Regions from separate parts of the Sus scrofa genome. Here region 1 is linked to region 2. Evidence: chromatin contacts called from public promoter capture Hi-C data. All regions are on one chromosome and are shown on one strand. Each heading gives the region's core, a stretch centred on a gene start, on an enhancer-like site or on the middle of the called end of the contact. The rest is flanking DNA. Distances are from core to core; before and after follow the strand shown. Region 1 holds the start of RCC1L (RCC1-like G exchanging factor-like protein). Region 2 holds the start of GTF2IRD1 (general transcription factor II-I repeat domain-containing protein 1).

The links. Promoter capture Hi-C pulls out the DNA fragments that hold promoters and counts their contacts.
Region 1: a contact with region 2 is called in a promoter capture Hi-C map of fetal skeletal muscle, with 4 times the contacts expected there. The contact joins the promoter of RCC1L here to the promoter of GTF2IRD1 in region 2.

Annotation. Positions count from the first base shown.
Region 1 is chr3:11,913,709-11,916,866 of Sscrofa11.1, reverse strand. It overlaps RCC1L (RCC1-like G exchanging factor-like protein), which reads right to left and starts at 1,327. Exons shown (of 11, transcript XM_003354511.5): 1 at 926-1,327. The coding sequence starts at 1,267.
Region 2 is chr3:11,536,639-11,539,866 of Sscrofa11.1, reverse strand. It overlaps GTF2IRD1 (general transcription factor II-I repeat domain-containing protein 1), which reads right to left and starts at 1,684. Exons shown (of 26, transcript XM_021086345.1): 1 at 1,517-1,684.

The DNA.
Region 1 (3,158 bases), core at 78-2,577, 380 kb before region 2:
ACTGAATTTCATTAAAATTAAAAGCTTATGCTCTCCCAAGGGCAGTATTAAGAAATGAAAAAGAAAATCCATAGATTGGCAGAAAATATTTCCACCTTATATATATATATATATATAATATATATATATATATATATGACAAGGTACCTAATCCAGAATACATAAATAACTCTTACAACTCAAAATGAAGAAATCAAAACAACTTTTCAATCATCTGGAGCTTAAATTCCCTGTTTTTCTCGATCTACCCTTTTCATTAAAAAATCACTGGATATCCTTGAAAGAGAAGTCAGAAGCCAAACCGATCAAATTTGCTTCTTTTTCACCACCCATCAAGATGTCCACAACCACCCGAGGCAAGAATCTATCCTAAGCATCCATTTTTGCACTAATGGGTGCTGGCTGCCGAGACAAACTCCCGTCCCGCAACGATTCTTTGCATCACCTTTTCAAAACTGAGTAAACTCAGGGGCCTTCATCCTTCCCCTCATTCCTGTAAGCGCTCTAGTTTCCTTTCCAAGTAGTTCATCGACTCCAGCCAGCCACGTTTTCTCCGACCTCATAAAATCGTCTTTCCTAAAATCAGAACTTCTGCTGGAGCCTGGCCCGAGGGCGAATCCTAGTATACAAACTTCAACCAGCTGCGGGGCCACGGACCTTCCTCTCAACCTCTCTGAGCCTCCCTTTCCTCGCCCATAACTGTGCCACAAACCCGACTCCTGGGGTGATGCGCAAATGAGAGACAAAACACCTAGGACATTTCGCCACTCCCTCAACTTGGCAGCGCCCTAGGGCCTCCCCCCGCCCGCAGCCCGGTCGAGGATCTTTCTCCCCGAAGTCCGTCCACCCGTCGCCAAGTGCCTCGAGAGACGGCGGCGGAGACCCGAGGAGGAAACGGAGGAAGGGAGGGAGCTGCAGAGCGCACCTTTTGGTCCAGCTCCAGGCGGTAAGGTACACACTGGATCCTGCGGCGCGGCCGCAAGCCGGCGTGAGGATGGGGCCCAGAGCTGGGCAGCACGAAGGTGGGCACGCCCAGCGCCCCCGAGAAGCTGAAGCCCCACACGAAGATGCGGTCGGCGCGGGCCGCACGCTCGCCCACGTACTGGAACACCGGCGCCTCCGCCTCGGCCTCGGCCGCCTCGCGCCGACTCCGAGAGCGCCCGGCCGCCGTCCAGTGCCCGCGCCCCAGCCGCAGCCCCAGCCCCAGCCCCCGCCCGCTCAGCCAGTTCCCCAGCCGAGCCCTCGCCGCCAGCGCCACCAGCGCCATCCTCCGCTTCACGTTTCAGCCGCTCCTGGGCGCTGCCATATTGGTGACCCTTGACCCCAAGCCCCGGCGGAAGAACCCAGGGTCACGTTTACGAATGGGTGAAGGCAAAGACGCTGAGGGTAGCCAATGGCTCAAGGAGGCGAGAGGGCTGGGCGGAGCCTGTTAGTCCCCGATCCTGAGTGAGTCGACCTGGGGAACCCTTCCCGGCCCTGCCCACTTAGTTTGCAACTTTTCGCGGTGCTGCAGCAGCCCGCAGCCGGCCTGAACTCACTCTCCTTGCCGCACAGCGCACGTTTGCGGAGCACGCTGCTGGCTCTGGTGGGCACTTTCATTTTGCTTTTTTGGCAGTCGGCAGGAGTAAAATTTAAGGGGTTGCCTACTCTGTACGACTCCAGCGTAGTGCTCGCCCCCTACCCACGGTCCCTCGTCATTTCTTACCTGGCCGTGTTGCCTCTGTTCCCGCTCTCCCGCCGCTGGGTCAGTGCTGCAATCCCTGCTGTTTTCCACAGCATCACCTCTGCCCCTCAGCCCGTCACTCCCCTTAAGTCAGGTGGCTCTGCCTGTTAAACAGCTTAACAATAACCCACAACCTTCGGACCAACTCAGGGGGCTCTGCTTGTAATTTCTAAACCCCAGGGATTTTTCAGGTTTCCTCACGTTGCACACAGTGCCTCGAATGCCCTCCCCACTGCCCTCCTCTCACCGCAGATGCCTAGCAAATTCCTACTCACCTTCAAGGATCCAGCTGGAGCACCTTCTTCAAGGTTTCATAACGGCAGATTGTCCTCACCGGTTTAGTACTAGAGTTTAGCATGCAACGGAGGACGCCCTCATGAGCGATTTGGGAGTCTGAGCACCTGGGTTCCTGTGCTGGCTCTGCTACTGACCTGCTCCCTGATGTTAGGAGGTTGTCTCCCTTCTCTGGATCTCATCTCTAAAATGAGGAGGTTAAAAAAAAAGAAATGAAGTTTAAAAATAAATGAGCTGTGGAGTTCCCATTGTGGCTCAGTGGGTTAAGAACCCGACTAGTGTCCATGAGGATGCGGATGCTGTCCCTGGCCTCGATTAGTGGGGTTAAAGGATCCAGCATTGTCGTCAGCTGCGGTGTAGGTCACAGACGTGTCTTGGATCTGGTGTTGCTGTGGCTGTGGTGTAGGCCAGTGGCTACAGCTCCAATTCGACCTCTAGCCTGGGAACTTCCCTATGCTGCAGGTGCAGCTTAAAAAAGAAAAAGGAGGAGTTTCCGTCGTGGCGCAGTGGTTAACGAATCCGACTAGGAACCATGAGATTGCAGGTTCAATCCCTGGCCTTGCTCAGTGGGTTAACGATCCGGCGTTGCCGTGAGCTGTGGTGTAGGTTGCAGACTCGGCTCGGATCCCGAGTTGCTGTGGCTCTGGCGTAGGCCGGTGGCTGCAGCTCCGATTCGACCCCTAGCCTGGGAACCTCCATATGCTGCAGGAGCGGCCCAAGAAATAGCAAAAAGACAAAAAAAAAAAAAAAGGAAAAGGAAAAAATAGAAGCAATGTTTGAATTTCGTGGCCTGTAGGTGCTCTTGCAGCCCATTATGATCCATGACAGTCATTCCCAAATATTAACCCCAAATGCTGAGAGCAAACTATCTCTTTTAGATTTTCCTTCTCTTGCCTCCTTTTCTCTCCTCTTTGCTTCATAGCTGTGACAACTCTAATAATAGCTAGTTATTTTGCCCGCAAAAGTGAGTTTATTCAGGAGTAGGAAGAGAAATTGCAGCTTGGGAAGCATAAGCTACGGCAGACCACAGGCAAATCCAGAAAACAAGAAAAGGGAACTTGCTTTTATAGGGAAAAGAGGATAATTGGGAGGGGCTATGATAACCAAAGAATCCATTGGAGAAAGCTGGAAGCCCAAAGTA
Region 2 (3,228 bases), core at 435-2,934:
ATGGGGTGTGGTCTTCAGCTTCCCGCATCCCAAAAGCAGGCTGGGGGTTCCGACATCCCGACCCCTTGGGGCCAGGTCGGCGCAGGTCCCCGTTCAGAAGAGGTCAGGAAGTACCTGCCACTCTCCTGTGCACCCCCGCCCTCCTGATGGCCACGGGGCCACCCCCATCCTTGCTGCCCTTGGGCCCAGCCCCTCCCTGCCAGCAGCCACCGGCCTCCCAGCCGCCACCACCTCCCACTCTGAATAAATAAATCATCGATGCCTGCCGATGCCCTTTGGGAATGACGCTGCTGAAATAAATGGGCTGCTCCAAGGCACCTCCTAAGCCCCGAGGCTCCGGCCAGGACCGAGGAGCCAGTCCTAGCCCCGGGACAACCAAACACGGGAGAGATGATGGCCACAGAGGTTGGAGCAGCTTCTGACCAGCCCTTCCTTCTGCTGTGAGCAGTAAGAGAAGCCCCCACAGATGCCCACTTCTCCAGAAGCTGTCCCGGCCTGCCCCGAGACACCCATACCACACTCCATCCAAGGCCAGCGCTTTCCCCACATGCCCAGCAGGAAGACCCCAACCTGCTGGGCTTGATCACTTGGGCTGTGATGGGGACACAGGAGCCTCCCAGCCCAGGTCCAGTCCTGGGAGCCTGGGTCACAGGGCCAGATTTCCAGGGCTCGAACCCCCTCCAGCAATGCCAGCAGGGCACAACGCCCAGCTGCAAGGTCCCCTGTGTCCTAGGAATCATCCCTGGCCGAGGGCTGGGGAGCCCAGGAGAGGTGTCAAGCCCATCATTCGCAGAGATTCAGGAGGGGGGCATCCAGCACTCTGCTGGCTGGCTACAGGGGCCTGCCCACACATCTGCAGGAACTCAGAGACCACCCACAGACAGGGCATCCCCAACTTGCTCCTCTGAAACCTCTGTGACCCCCCACTGCCATCCTCTGAGTCTCCTCCCTCCCACCCCACCAGGGGCTCATCTGCCACCAGTCAGACCAGCCCCCTCCCCGGGGACCCCAAGAGGCACCACTGTGCAGGGGCAGTACTGGCTGTCTGGGACTCGGGGGCCCGTGCTTGGGGGCACCGGCCAGGACACCGGCCCGGCCCCAAAAAAGGTGGAGGTGGGGGGAGCCGGGGGGCGGGGGCCGCGGCCTTCCCAGCCCCCTCCGCTCCCACACTGGCGCCCGCCGCCGCCTGGGCAACACAACTGACCTCATTCGCCAACTGCAGCAGCCTGCGGGCGCCCGCTGCCCGCCCCGGGGCGCCCCCCGCCTCCGGAGGGGCCGGGGCGGGGTGGGGGGGGGGGTGACAGCTCGCGGCTCCCACCCGCTCCCGGCAGGTGGGGGCGGCCGGGCCCTCCCCCTCCCCGGGCCCGAATTATAATCCCAGTCACGTGCCTCCCCATGCACCCAAAAGCCGGACCCAGATTCTGTAACACCTTGAGGGGGAGGGGCGGGGGCCCCGGGGCTGGGAGGAGAGGGGAGCAGGGCCTCGGCGTCCGCCCCCCGCAAAAGTTTCTCCTACCTTGGAGGATCCCCAAGCGCTCCTGCCAGCGGCGCCCCGGCCCCGGCCCGCGGCCAGGACTCAGCCGCCTGCCGCTGCCTCCTTAATTAATCCGGGAGAATGGGGGAAGGAGAGGCAGAGGGAGGCGCGGAGCGGCGGAGGGGGCGGGCGGGAGGAGAGCGGGGCGCGGGGCGGGGAGGGGGCCCGGCGGGGGCTCTCGGGCCGGCCGGGGGGCTGGCGCTCGGCGGCCCCCACCCCCGGCGCGGGCTGCGGCGGAGGGCGGGGCGCGGCGCGGGGAGCGGAGCCGAGAGCGGGAGCGCAGGGAGGCTCTTTGTTCTGTAATCCCAGTAAGATTGCCAGCCATTCGCCCCGGCCCTAATCCCAGCCCCGCGCAACACCACCCTCCATTGGCTGCCATTTACATACGGGATTAGCCCGCCCGGCCCGCCCCGCGCCCCGGCCTGGGCACCGCGGGGGGAGCGCAGCGCCCCCGCCCCGAGCCCGCGCCGCCCCAGCGCCCGCCGCCAGGGGGCCCGCGGGAGGGGCGGCCCCGGCGCCCCCTGGCTGTCCGTGCCGCCCCTCCGTCTCCCCGGCTCGGGCCCCGGGTGGATTAGAAAGCTGCCCCTCGGCCCGGGAGACCGGGACGCAGGAGCCGGGCCGCAGGGTCAAGGTCACTCAGCGGGCGCCGGGAGGATCCCCGGAGACTCCGGGGCCCGGAGCGATCACAGGCCTGGCGCGCGCTGGGGAAACTGAAGTGGCTCGGTGGCTGGTCACCCCTGCCTGCCGTGCCCAGGTTATTTCCCAGGGACTTGGCCAGGTGCCTCTTTCAGCCTTTGTCCCCTGGAATGGGAAGGAAGGCCGTGACATGCCCAAGGCGCAGCAGATCCAGTTGGACACGCCAGGTCACACCTTGTCTGGGCAGCTCTCCTGATCCCCTGACCCAGGCTTTTGCCACCCTCTTGCCCCCCATACCAGCCATCCTAGGGAATCAGAAGCACACCTCCCACCCTCTCCAAAACGTGGGTCTTAATTCATCACAAGGAGCACCGGGGTTCACCATGGTGCCCTGAGCTCTGTGCTTGATACTGTGAACAGGAACACAGACCAGGCCGGCCTCCACCCCTGGGAACTCCTAGCCTCGATGAAGGGAGCCAGATTGAGAATCTGCTAGGTTCCAGCAAAGCCTACGGGGGCCCTGCTGGGCACACAATGGGCCCTTGGTACAGGCTAACCTTGGCCGGCCAGGTCTCCCCATGGCAAGCCCACCAGACTGAGAGCTCTTCCCTGGCAGGCAATGTCCACAGTGCCCTGCCCAAAGCCCAGCCCAGAAGGGCCCTTGTGCCCACTGAATGCTGCCCACAGAGGGTACTCTCCAGAGCAGGGAATGCGGCCCCAGACACTCCCTCTGTCCATGCTGCCCCTGTCCTCCTGGGGACAGCTCCCCAGGCCTGTTGTCACTGGGAGGCTTGGGGACATCTCAGAACAACCTGTCTTGTGGTCCCCCTCAGACCCACCTCCCCGCCAGTCCTGTGATGGCCTTGGCAAAGCAAAGCGACTGAGGCAAAGGGGCAGGGTCTGGACCTTGACTGTGAGTTCAGATCCTGGTTCTTCCTTTTACCACCATGTGACCTTGGGCAGGGCAGCCCACCCCCCAGAGTCTCCATTTCCCACTTCTGCTCCGTCCACCATAGCATGGCCCCCAGTGGATAAATGGTGACGGTGGGCCCTGCTAG